Linked DNA regions of Mus musculus: region 2 is linked to region 1. A link is a contact called in public Hi-C data. All regions are on one chromosome and are shown on one strand. Each heading gives the region's core, a stretch centred on a gene start, on an enhancer-like site or on the middle of the called end of the contact. The rest is flanking DNA. Distances are from core to core; before and after follow the strand shown. Region 1 overlaps Bnc2 (basonuclin 2). Region 2 overlaps Bnc2 (basonuclin 2).

Region 1 (6,861 bases), core at 2,794-5,293:
AGAAGGGGGCTGCTCAGCTCAAGGTCAGCACAGGCATTCAGAGCTTCCATGAAGAACTGCTGGGAACTTTGATTTCCTCTATTAAGCAGGCCTGACTGGCAGTGCTACTGTGACAAACAAGAGACCAATCAGCTCGGACTTTCTTTCTTTTCAAAGGATAAGGGTTGGGGCCTTGGAAGTGAGTCCAGTCTCCTACTGTAGGCAGCTTTGTTCCTTTAGTGAGCAATCTGGGCTACTGTGCCCGAAATATTATCCTGCCTCTACCAAAGGAACACCTTGGCTTTTTCACACCGCGGTATTTTGTTTTCTGGGACTTAACGTGTATAGAGGAAGGATGTAATGTTGATTCTAATAACATTCGGCACTCAAAAGGATCACCGTGTGTGCGTGTGCGTGTGTGTGTTTAAGCGGTTTTCTGGTGGCCAAAGAATTGGCATGTGGTTATGTTGAGTGACTAATTGTATTTTCTTTTCTGAAAACTTGTGCAAAGTTGGCAGTTTTGTGTTAACACTAATACTCTTTTTGTTGGGCATTTGTGCCCTTTACTGACCAGACCATTTTCATACAGTGGGTTGTTTTTTAAAAGAAAGATGCTCCTTGAAGTATGGCGGTAGTTTCTGGGTAAAAGGAAGCCTGGGTATTACACATCCCCTTTAGCGTACGAACAAAGTGCATGATGGGATTTACGTACTGGTACAGGACATTTTTAAGAAATCAGACCTGTGCTGTGAAGCATGCCAGCACAGCTTTACCACTACATCTAACAGGTTAGGAAAAACAAGACCATGTTTTGTTTTTTGTTTTTTTGTTGTTTTTTTTTTTAAAGAAAATGTGCATTAATGCTAACAAAAATGAATAGAACTAGCCAGCAAACTATTTATTTCCTGCATATCTAACAGCTGGATGTAACTGCCAAAATTAAAGGAGAGTTAAAGAACCATCAATACAATTGCTTTACATCATTGGCCTCTCAAGGCTAAATATTTACAGGTGAATCTGCCATGCTTTAACTAAAGACTCTCTCAAAACCCTAAAGTTCACAAAAGACAACTGTAAGAAGTTCCTTTTTGTTTCTTTTCTCTTTTTTCCCCTTTTATTTATTTATTGTTTTTGCAGGCAACAGTCATAGGTACAACAAAATGTCTCTTTGGAGAAGACCAAGAATTATCCTATCAAAATTGGGGTTAGTTGCACACTTTGTGTGTTATGTTGTGTTTGTGTGTGTGTGTGTGTGTGTGTGTGTGTGCTGAAAAGGGCACTCTTGTTTTTACCCCAAGTAAAAGATCCACCCTCTCCCAAAACTATAAAGGAAAAAGAAAAAAATTTCAAAAGCACCTAGTATTTATCATTTTTATCTAAAGAAAAGAAAGTATGTGTGTGCACAAGTGTAGACACAGAGGCACACATATGTACACACACATATGTGCCCCACTGCGGAAGCACACACTGGCTATGGCAGTTCAAACATGTAGGCCATCTGGTGAGAGCTGGCATTTGGAGTGTCCGTTCTGGGACTAATCTATTGAAGTGAAGGGAATGTTTTTGTGAAGATTGGGGTTCTGGCTGTGCCTGTTTCGGCTTCGCACAGAGGAGAACATCATGTTACAGCCGGGGACTTTGCACTTATGCATCTCTCGCAAATGCACAGTTTTGTAGTGGACCCGCAGGGTCCCCTTGTTGCTGTACATTTTGTGGCAAATGTTGCACATGATCCCACCATTGCTCCCAGACAAACTGCTGAACATAAGAGATCCTGAAACTTCAGCCCCGAGGCTGCCGGGGAGGGTGGGGGCCTCGGCCTTGTGAGTGGATTCCCCACTGTCACTCGCGCCATCGATGTCGTCGAGAAGAATCCCCTCATCGCTGCCTGCATCGGACTCTCTGGAGGAATGGACACTGCTGCTGGACTGGAGGCTGGAGGTGGTACTCAGGTCAAGGACCATGTAGTCCTCTGCCATGCCTCTCCCGTACCCATTCAGGTGGGAGTCTTCAGTCCCTGCGGGAGAGGAGGCATCTTCCCTGCCATCGAGCCCCAGAGGGTGCTGGGCACCATAGATCTTCATCAAAAATTCATCCCGGAGGTCCTTGCTAAGGGAGGGCTGCGATGAGTCCAGGCTCATGTCATCCAGTTCTTTGGTCAACAGTTTACGATGCAGGTTTATATTGGCACTGTGTCTAGGAAAACAAGAGGGGAGGGGGGAGGCGCACAGGGAGTGGGGAGGGGGGAGAAAAAGGAGGGCATTTTAAAATTGATTCAACTTTCATTAAGCACCAAATAAGCACATTCATTCCTAATTACACCATCAGAAAAGCAAGCATTCCCCTCCATCCTCAGGATCTGGGAGTGAGTGCAGGTGGGAGGAGCGAAAGGGGGACTTTCCATTAACGTAGTAATTTTTATGAATAAGTTCTTCGAGAGAGAGCGCAGGATGAAGGCAAACCCCGGCACTCTTTTCTCAATGGCTGTTCCTGTTAGTGTGTCAGCCACAGAGGACCTCGCAGCAGACAGCTTATACATTAAATAAGAGCAGGAGAATAAACATGAAACAGGGTAAAAGAATGGAAATTCTCTCCTCGTCTCAATGGAACAGTCTAAATGTACTTAAAATCGGAAAAGAACAGCAAATAAACTGTTCCTGGTGCAGCAAATACTGTGTAAAAAGATGAGCATTTTCAAAACGTAAATGGTGTACGTAATTTAGGTTTAACTTTAAAAAAAAATTTTCCTCCTCACTCTCCTGTATTTCATGTTTATAGTTAAAAAAAAAAGTCTTAGCAAATTAGTGACTTCAAATAGTTAAGAGATCCTTTCTTGAACCTATCTGGAATTCCAGTCAAATCTAATAGTAAAATACATTTATTTTTTCAAAAGTTACTACATTTTATAGTATTGAACTGTCTTCATAAAATAATGCTATTTCAAGGTTTAATTCTTTAAAGCATAAGCTGCTATTTTCTAAAATATCCGGCCCCTACCTCCCCCCATAAAAAATCCAAAAGGATAAAATTAATGCACAGTAAATTAAAAAAATTCAAACACAATGACATATATTCCCTTTATTTGACAAATAGAACCCTTGCTTTGACAAGCAAAACCTCACCGAAAGCTTTGCTTGTGTTTAAAAGGGTGAGATTCATTCCCAGAGCATCTATAGGGATCTCACTTGAAAAGTCCATGTCACTGTTTATCTGAAAACATTGCCTTGTATTTACATCCCCCGTTGACTTTTAAAGCGCCCTTGGGCATATACCTCTCTCCACCTGCAAATGCTCAGATATTTGCCAAGTCCCTAAATTGAAAGCTACCCTCCAAAAAATAAAGTGATATAGAAACAGGAAATAAAACTTGCCAGCGTCAGAAGCTGGCATCTTAGAGAAGTTAATTGTGATAGTAGAAATGACCTAAACGGCCAGCATTAACTTCATGAGACCTCCTACTTATAATGAAAAGCCACTTCAATTGGCACCAAGTATAGCTAACATTTCCTAGAGATGTGTGAGAGGTATGTGCCTCCAGGACCAGAAAGGAGGGAGAGGTGTCCCACCTTTCCACATGAGACAATCAGCACTCTGGGTGGAGGGGGCAGAGGGGGGCAGCCCTCTCCACGCTGCACTTGGGAAGGCTGAGCTTACCTTGTGACAATAAGATCAGCTTTCTAATCTTTTGCTAAATCGATCACAAAAGAAAGCAAGAATGAGAGACAGAGAGAGAGAGAGAGAAAGAGAGAGAGAGAGAGGGAGAAAGAGAGAGAGAAAACAAATTCACATTCTAGGCATCCGGTTTTAAAAAACTTAAACAATAAAATAGGGATTTAAATTGTCTGATCTCAAAATTATTTTCTGTCATAAGTGATCATCTGTATGTTGTCTTGATTTTCAGATCACCTGAATATTCCAAAAACCATAAATCAAATGAGCTAAAACCGAATTTACAGCATCAGCATCATCCATAAATGAGTTCCAAACAGATGCATGCAGTGTGCGGATGTATGAATGTAGATAAACAGATGTTGTCACCACAGTCCTGTTCTGACATTCACCCTCTCTTCCCCTAACACCCCCCTGCCACTTGTCCCTGGTGTCAGGTGACTCAAGTGTACACTGCTAAGCAGAGTGCAGAAAGTGCCTACCATGAAGTTCTTAGAATGTCATGCGGGGGAGACACATACCACCAGGGCTTAACAAGAAGGAACGTGGAGATAGTTAAAATGTGTATCGCTCCTCTATTGATAAAACAGTCTGCCAACTGTAAGCAGCTCATGAAACCCTATCGTCACTCATTACTTTTAACACCCACCCTTTCCGAGTTTCATAAGCACACATCTGACTGCAGTCTAGACCTCTGTGCTGTTGCTCACACATCCGCAGTCACTGCACTTCCTAGGTTCGCTGCTGAGAAAACAGCAGCCAGACACACAAAAGTTGCATCAAGACAGACTGAATAGGAAAGAATAAATTAACATTGACAAGAGGGTATGCTGATCACCCAGAGGGACACCTCTGCCATAAGATGACTTGTGAATTTACACATCTCCACTGATATGTTACCAGGAAGAGATTTTTCTCTTCATTTCTCACATGCAGCACAAGAGGACTGTAATCTAATTAGATGATGTACCAGCCCTCAATATCTGTCAACCAAACGATGTGCAGAAATGTGGAGACCAGCTCTGGCACTCGGTGCAACAGTGTCCCTTTTCCGCTGTCAGCAGTACTGTTGGCCTCTGCTAATATAATTACATTGACTTTTATTCAATTAAGTGCCATCTCTCGCTTACAAAAAAAAAGCTACTTTATCAATTGATTCAGGTGTAATGTAATAATAAAGATGAACTCATGGCAGTGCATTAACTTTGCTGTTCATAACTTCAGTGCATGGGTTCATTCACAGCAGTCGATTTCCATTATGCAACCACAGTTCAAGAGAATTGATTCTTTTATGTTCACTTCTTAATCTATTTCATTTTTGTTTAATAATCTTCCCAAATGCCATATGCAAAACACATGGATGGGGTGAGGAGAATGGGCTGGGGGAAGCCTGCTGGTTTAGCCCCATGCCTTGGACTTGGGAGTCTTTGCCATGCTATTGCTGGGGTTGGAAGAAGAGCAGGAAAGTGGGCTGACCAAGGTTCCTAGCAGGAACTGGTCCTGTTCCTCAGGTTAGCGTTCTCACTCTACCAAATGGACCGCTTGGCTTTAACAAAGACCTATTGTCAGACCCTCTAATCGGTCAGTTCAAACCACTGACTGTCATAAAAAATACCGTCCTCGTGAGATTCAAAGACCCGGGGTTAATAGCCATTTGAAGAATATTACAAGTTTAATTGGATCAGCAAAACTGAAGAGGTAAAAAGAAGGAAGACAGAAAGAACTCACTACTGACAATCAGATGCTGAGAGAAAAGAAGCCCAAAGACAGGAGGGAGGGCACAGCTTGCTGCAAATAGGAAGAGCCCAGCACAAGGATCCATTATCCAAGGATAATGCTTGGTTTTGAAAAGAAAGGAATCCAGTGTTCCAAACATTTACCTTAAGAGAAGACTTAAATTTTGTCAACATTTAGACTAAGAGCATGAAGAATATAAGAAGCTGCCTCTGCCTGCCTTGAGTAAGCAGGTGATAGATACAGCTATGAAGAAGATTATCCGCACATACAAAAAAAAAAAGGAATGAGATTTAAAAAAATCATGGGTACAAAGGGCTTCATACACTGGCCTAAGATTTAGCCCATACTTTCAAAAATACAGATACGTTGTAAGTCAGCCCATCAGAGAACAGGAGAACAAGTGGAAGCCTTGAAAAACAGGTCGCATCCAATCAGTAAGACATACAAGTCTGGCACGAGGTTTCCCCAACCCAGCGCAGAAGAGAGTCATGAGACAGAAGCATTTTTCCCGTGTTTGTGTAATGACGATAGTGACAGAGCAAAAGTGGACACTCTAGTAAAGTTCAAGGCACACCACAGAACGTAGGCTCAAAATACTCATCTACCCTGGGCTACACACAGAGTTACAAATGTTCTCTGAGTTTCTGCCTTCAACATCAAATCTGCCAAAACTTACACCCAGAAAAGTCAAAATGTAGTAAGGTTTTAGATTGGGGCAGGGTGCTAACACCTAAGCTTCTGGACTAAAGAGTCATGCTGTGTACCTTTCTGTTTCTTGGAGGAAACCTTAGTGGTACAATCAATCACAGAGCACAGAAGATGCAGCAAATGCCCAGAGCCAGGGAAAGAAAACAAGCACTCTAGGCTGTGCTCTCATTTCCCCCTCTCGCTCAAATGCTCGACGTGAACTAATGTAATGTCTGACAAGCAAAAATGGAAACAAAAAAAACAGAGTTTGAGTTTGGTTTTGAAATACAGGGGAAGAACAGGTGGTTTTATTGCTAGTTGTTCATTTTCATGTGATGGTTACTCTCACTTGTCAACCTGAAATCTAGAGAGATCCAGGCTCACCTGAGAGATGGGCCTCTGAGCATGTGTGTGGGGATTACCTTAATTAGGTTAATTGAAGTGGGAAGATTCACCTGCACTGGGTGGTGCCATTCCCTAGGCTACACTGCATAAAAACGAGACAATAAGCTGAACATAGGCATCTACTGTCTCTGCTTCCTGACTGGATATGATGCAAGCAGCTGCTTCAGGTTTTTGCTATACCGACTTTCCTACCAGAGTTGACTATTCCTTGAACTCTAAAGTAAATAAAACCATGTTTCATTAAGGGTCTTTGACCCTTCATGTATTTTATCACAGCAGTAGAAAGTAATTAAGACAGCTGGTCAGAAACTGATTTCACAAATTCATGAATCAAGCTAATATATTATATAAAATGTCCAATACTTACTTTTAAATTATTTTTTT
Region 2 (6,861 bases), core at 2,279-4,778, 130 kb after region 1:
GAGTTTCTGCCAATGCTCACATGAAATAGAGACAGAAAAAAAAAAAAAGACCCCTTTTCAGGGGCCCTGTGATGGTCGCGTTTGGCATGTCAGAAAAAGGCTCTCCCTAGCCAAGTTCTCCAAGCCAAACAGGTGTTTTCTTTTATGTTAGAACTTGATTTGTTTTTTAATTTTTACTGATAGTAAAAAGCATCATCAGCCAAGGAGGGAAGCAAGAATGTCTTACTCTCATATTACTGCAGGAAAAGGAGTCTGAAAGAACTACCAACTCAAATAGTTATTTGACTCTAGACTACAACTTCTAAATAGAACAAAAGGACCAACATCTGTTAATGATCGAGCAAAGTTAATGTCTTTAAAATGTACTTCCTAGGTAGTGGAGCTATAAAACCTTCTATACCGCTCTCACTTACTTTGTTGTCTAAAGATTCAGAGAAAAATTAAAAGAAAAATCAGAGTGAAGACTCAAAAGAGAAACGAATTAAAAAATGGGAATTCAGATAAGGACCCTGCAGCCTTGCAGGCCACAGCAAGGGGCTTCTGCTAAAGACGCAGGCAACCAGAGATCAGAGACTTACAGAAAAATAAATTTCCATAAACCACTGTCTCACATAACACACAGAAGCTAGGGCTTCTGATACCAGAGCATCATAAAGATGAAGTGTCCCCTCCTGGCTCCCTGGCACAGTAGGAGGGTGGCTTCACAGGGAGACTTGCCTCCTGTAGGAGACACTCAGTGGGGAATTGCTCCTCAGGCATGAACAGGGTACCACAGGAAAGGCCACACAAGTCCCATACTGTGGAAATGCTACAATGGGAAGCTCTAGGGAGACTTCACAGTGACCAAAGAGAGACTAGAGCCTGAACTGAGGCTTTCTGGTTGTCCGATCAGTTCTAACCACTCTGCTAGTAATCCATTTTCAACCTAAGACTGGGTTATCTAAGTTTATGTTATGCACAGATAGCCTATCACAGCATGGCTATAGAAAGAGGATTCTAGAGTTTGGCCTTGAACTAACTATGAGAGGAAGGATGACCTTGAACAATCGATCCTCCAGCTTCTACCTCCTGAGCACAGGAATTGTAGACTTGCCCTGCTTTATGTGGTGTTGGGGAATCTAGTACTTTGTGCAGGGCAAGCAAGACCAGTACCAGCTGAACTACAGCCCCAGGCCTCAACATACTTTTTAAAAGTTTTTCAATTTTCACTGAGGAAAGTAAAAAAAGCAAACATGATACAACTTTAGAAATTTTTCTTAGATCTAACAGAGATGCTGGTATGTAACTAGACAGAATACTTCTTACTGATAATTTTACAACCTAGTTTTTTTTAAGACAGGCTCTCCAAAATCTGGTTTACACTTACAGCACATCTGAGCTTGAACTTGCCTTATTTCAAGGGCTCAAAAGAAGTGTTTTTCTTCAACAGCCAGGCCTAGAATTGCCTTCACACTTGTTGGCCTACTAAATCGAAGGCCAGATAAACTGTCCTTTAAGGTAGACAGGTTTGAGACCCCATGTTTACCGTCACCAATTCATCATCAACAAGTCAGGAAAGCCGAAAGGTCAACGTGGGGATTCCATTTCTACTAGAGAGCCAAAAAGGAGACCATGAGAGAGCTACTGGACCTCTTACCAGCAACAACACCCACCCCCCCCCCCCCCCCCCGCTTATCATATCATCTGCTCGGGGATTCACTTTCTAGCACACAGTAATCTGCTTTGGGATGATCTGAAGAAGGCAAGTACTTAGGAAAGAATGGGATGCAAAAACAGTATTTCAGGACCCTCAGCATACAGCATACAGGTCAGAATTCTCTGTGAGAGTACTCTTCTCTGATCACAGTTCCATAGAGGAGTAGAGGGAGGTTGGAGGAAGTCAGCCATTATGGTCCAGTAGAGAGAGAATGGTGGGGAGCATCAGCACAGAATGCTTAGGAACCAGTCCTTACAACCTGGGGGAAGATGCTAGTTTATGTGAATAGTGCATCCGATAAAAGGAGAGGAACGGAGGGTGTTTCATTTATCACCCCTTCAATTTGTGTTCCGCTTAACATGGTGAACTCTAGTTAATTAAGATGTTCCTATAAACAATTAAGCTTCCTGTAGGATCGTTAGCAAGATATAAAAATTTATGATGTAATAAAATGCAATAAAATGATAAAGTAGTGAGCCTATCAAAGTATTCACACGCAGAAGGAGAGGTGTGAAGATAAGCAAGGGCAGCTCTTCCTCAGTTTAATCTCTTTGGTTTTCAACACATAATGCACTGCTCTCTACTTCTCAAAAACCGGGAAGCTCTAGTGAGACTTCACAGTGGTCTGGGATAAAGTTGTCTGGAGTAACTTTGTCTCTGCTTCTGTTCAAATGAGGCCCACACAGCTGCCCTAGAGTTCTTGGACGAGGAGACTGCCCCTGAAGAGCTCTGGGCCTCACAGCCAAGATAAACCGGTACAAAACTCCACTCTGAAGCACACCCCCTTCCACACTGCACTTTGAAAGACTCTGTTTTTGTCTCTGAGATGGGGTCTCAAGTATTCCAGGCTGTGCTCAAACTCACCATGAAGCTGAGAATGACCATGAATGGCTGATTCTCCTGCCTCTACCTCCCAAGGGCTAAAACTCTTAGACAGTCTCATGACTGTTCATGTTTAGAATTACCGCATTGACTACATAGGATTTGAGCTAAAATGCTTATGCCAGAACATTAGGGTAACTCCCCACTCATTTTATCTTCCTTCAAGCCACTGTGATATTTAGGCGCATTCCTATTATTATTTGAATTTGCACATAAAAGAACCAGAACACAGGAAATACATTAGTCTGCCTACAGCTATCTTTTAACTAGTCAACTTTGATATATCTGTTATTTTGATTCAGTAATTAAAACAACTAACACTTCACCAGGCTTTTACTATGTACAAATCATATAGATATCTTCACAGAAAAAAAAAATGAGAAAAACTTAATTAAATAACCTGGAAATGGTTCCAACAGTCAGAGCTAGAACAAGCTGCAAGCTCCTTATTCAACAGCTGTCCCTTTAACTCTCTCTCTAGCATCCTCCCTTTAACTGATGTAGAGCTTTGTCACAGTCTGAGAAAGAGAGTTCTGAAAACGTCAGTTTCACCCAGGAAGCCCCTGACCAGTAAATCAGCACTGACAGTACTTAGGACACAAGATCTTGCAACACTCATCCTGCATCACGTGACAACATATCTGAGAAGCTAGCAGGCAGATGGCCCAGGACTTTGAAAAGGAGGCACTGTTTGAACGATGCTAAAAGAAAATTGAAGGAGTTTAAAGCAACATGCAGAAGGTGGGTAGGCTGAGAAAGCAAGGGAACCCGCAGCTGAGGGATGCGATGAGAGAGCAGCCAGAGCCATTAATCAAGCACAGGCCTTTACATCAGGATGTCCTCCCTTTATGGCTTATCAGCTCCAATCAGGGAGGAGAGGAGAGAGGCAGGAGAGGGCACTGTGCCCCCAGGTCAAGCAACAGTCTCCTGTGCCAGGCAGGAAATGGCTTTGTTTTCACTCAAGTGAAGCAAGTACAGAAATGTTCAAGGACTTTCCTCATGGAGACAGCAGAACAGAATGCCGGGACAGCAAAAGCTGGTTCCTCTAAGGAAAGGATCTGAGGCTAGGCACAGCCAGGTTCTGGAACACTGTAACAATCTAGAAGCATTTTCTTAAATGGCCAACCTTCCACCTTTGGTCAGACTATCATCACTGCACTATGCTAAGAAGCACCCAGCCTAGTAGTGTGCTGTTACAGTTCACCAAGTCCTAAACACCTGCTAAAAATGTTCTTCCAAAGTACAATTGCTGACAGACCTTCTCCATGTCAGTTAGAGTAAGGCCAGAGCTGTGCTGTGGGTGAATATGTGAGAACATTATCTTCCTGTAACAAAGGAAAGTCCGGTTTTCTTCTCAGTGTGCTATGTATCCTGGGAAGTCTATACATGATTCCAGACAGTGCTGTCAAGTCTCTCAGAATGAACAGGAGAGCACAGACACTTCAGACATTTTATTGCTGAGGATGGGAGACTTTCCAATGTGAAGAAGAAAACTGGCTGAGGAAGATGAGCCACAGCTACGGAGACACAAGATAGGTAGGGGCTGATGGCAAACTCCTTTCATAGATATTTACATAAATTGTAAGCTTAACACAGACTGAGACAAATAATAAAGACATTTGACCTCTCATATGGAAGTATTGACTTTGATCTGTCCTGTTCAAGTCTTTATAAGGCACCATGTCTACAATAAACTTGTGGAATTTGTAAACAGAATTCCAAGAGCGCCTGATTCAAAATGTAAGACAAACATAACCAAGAGTTTTGATTATAGAATGCCTTGGATCCTAGGTTAAAATTTCATTTTACATACTGAGTCTTAATAGAAACTTAATTGACATTTATGAGTTTAGTAAATAAAAACAGGAAATCCAGCAACATCTATGTGATGTACACTTACATTAAAAAAAACTACAACTTTTTTTTGGTGGATATTTTATACTTTCCATTTAAGTAAGGGCCTCTAGTCTACGAAGACCTATTAAGTAAAAGGGGAGAATGCAAACTTAATGAGACTGAGAACAAAAATCACTTTCTGCTGATTATACAAGATTTAGAAGTAGGGCTGGAGAGGTGGATCAGCAGGTAACTACACACACTACTCTTGCAGAGGACCCAAGTTTCATTCCCAGCTCCCACGTAGGAAGGCTCATAACTGCCTGTAATTCCAACTTGGGGAGATCCAGTGTCCTGTTTTGGCTTCCACAAGCACCGGAACTCATAGTCTTCCACTCCAACTGCAATAGTGTGTGTGTGTGTGTGTGTGTGTGTGTGTGAGATGTATGCACACACATATTCTTTTAAAATTAAATCTTTACAAGAAATGCTGTAAACAGTGACCTATATAAGCAATAAGGCTCGCAGCATAGTAAATCATAAAGTAGGATGGTAAATGACTCTAACTTAACTCTACTGTCCTTGCATTTCATGTGTCACAGGATCCAAAGTCCACGGGAAAATGCTTTATGTCGTATATATGTTTAATATGCTATTAAGTGATGGATAGTCCAGATGATGCAAACCTGTTTATTTTTACACTGAAAGAGCTAAGAGGTATAGATAAAACATGGGTATGGAAAAAAAATCAGGTTTGATGAAGCACTAAGTCAAGTAACAATGTGGGATTATATTTCCCTAAATAACTGCAAGCAAGGAAAGGAAATCACACTTATAGAACATACTGAAGAAAAGCTCCCAAAGCCCCAGCGTAACAGCAGTCTTTCTTACAGGGTGGCATCGGCCAAAGGAATGACACTCATCTTCCTGCAGATCACCTGGAAGCCAATGACAACTTTAGCATTCACTAGCTTGGTGGCAGGTACTTCCTTCCTTAAGGCTAAAGCAGTCTATAAGGAAAATAACTGTCCTCCCACGTCCTGCTGTGAAGGTCAGTAAGCTGAGTGTTATACGGATCGAGTCTCCTGTTCCATCCAAATGTCCCTCTAACACATCTATCAAGCTCAGGAACACAGAACTGATTCAGCTTTGGGAAAGTTAAAATGGAGACAGTTTTAACAACTAAGCTTCATCAGAACATGAAATTACTACTAGTTCCACAAAGGGAAAAACAAATAAGTTACATTTCTAACACTGGCCTACATATCATAAGCTATGAAACAGATGGATATACCACTGCAAGAAAACGATTTCTCAATAGTCTTGACTTCTAATGAAATATTTCCTTAAAAAAAATTAGAATTTAGCTTATATTTTTACTTGCATAACTTTACCCTCTCATTTAAAAAGTTTAAAAATCAAGTCTTCATCTGGACTATGGACACAAAAATTAATTTACAAATAATAATAATAAAATAAATGCCCTGCCTCTTTCACAAAGGCAACATCTCCTGGTGGCAACAGGTCTCCGGACAGCCTTCAGAGAGGGAACAGGTGAACATGGACCCCCATCCTAGCCACCCACCTTCACTCAGCACTGTGTAGTCTAATACTCTGGTAATACTGGCTATTTTTTAAGATTATGCCAAATCTTTGACTGAAGACTCACATCTACAAGTAGTTGAATTAAAACATGTAGTGTCAGAAGAAAGAATCAAACCATAAACTGAATTTCTAGCAACAAAAATGTCTCTCAGGAGACAGGCCCCACTAGTGGTCACTTCTTGGATCTTATCTACACTCTTGCACCAGCAGGGCTGGCCTTGTAGGAGAAGCCAACTCCAAACCTCACTGAGATCATCTTAGGCAAATGGAGGAAAGGTAAACACAGAGAATACACTAGCTAGGGAGACAGGAGGAAAGTGGATTGGGTAGAAGGACACTAAATTCTTTTATAAAGACTCTGAACAGAACAAGAGAGGACTGGAAGCCCTGAGCTCATCAACTAACTTATTACATACATCAGGTGGCTATCCCATGCCAAAATAACAAGTTTTGTTTTTACAAATTTAAATTCAACAATCTTTGCATTTGATTGGCAAAAAAAGCTAACATTCTTTAAATGGGGAAAAAAGGAAATCATTTATGAACTTTTTCCTCTGTAGGAAATCCTGCTGGTATCCAATGACCGTTCTGTGTGTCCCCATCCAAGCTCCGTAGTGCTCAAGATTTCAGGGAATCAACTCATAAGGAATAATGCTGCCCCCTGAGTTAGTTCAACACCCAGGTTTTGTAAGAGGATGAATTAATACCTCTTCAAGTATTTGAAAACATCTCTCCAAGGTTTCTTGAAGGCAACTACTGTGATCAATTCAAGTAAGCTTAAGAAGCAATCTATAAGGCTATAAATTTGTGTACATACAGAGACATGCACATATGTGTGCTGA

What was found. A called contact is a pair of places that touch in the nucleus more often than the background predicts.
Region 2: a contact with region 1 is called in a Hi-C map of the N1E-115 cell line, with 7 times the contacts expected there. The contact joins two enhancer-like sites. A contact is called at or near these places in 1 of 15 datasets of contacts at CTCF or cohesin (the NIH/3T3 cell line), 5 of 484 Hi-C or Micro-C datasets (the N1E-115 cell line and uterus) and 1 of 9 other capture datasets (adipose tissue).

What each region holds. Positions count from the first base shown.
Region 1 is chr4:84,274,273-84,281,133 of GRCm38.p6, forward strand. It overlaps Bnc2 (basonuclin 2), which reads right to left. Exons shown (of 7, transcript NM_001369083.1): 7 at 1-2,175. The coding sequence ends at 1,515. Among named protein-coding and RNA genes, the nearest start is that of Gm33597, 57 kb to the left of the region's middle. Within about 2 kb of position 4,044, at least 4 of the 459 cell types and tissues checked have an H3K27ac peak or open chromatin away from gene starts, as enhancers often do. A contact at or near this core is called in the N1E-115 cell line, where this site is marked.
Region 2 is chr4:84,404,228-84,411,088 of GRCm38.p6, forward strand. All of the region lies in intron 4 of Bnc2 (basonuclin 2), which reads right to left. Among named protein-coding and RNA genes, the nearest start is that of Gm33597, 190 kb to the left of the region's middle. Within about 2 kb of position 3,529, at least 31 of the 459 cell types and tissues checked have an H3K27ac peak or open chromatin away from gene starts, as enhancers often do. A contact at or near this core is called in the N1E-115 cell line, where this site is marked.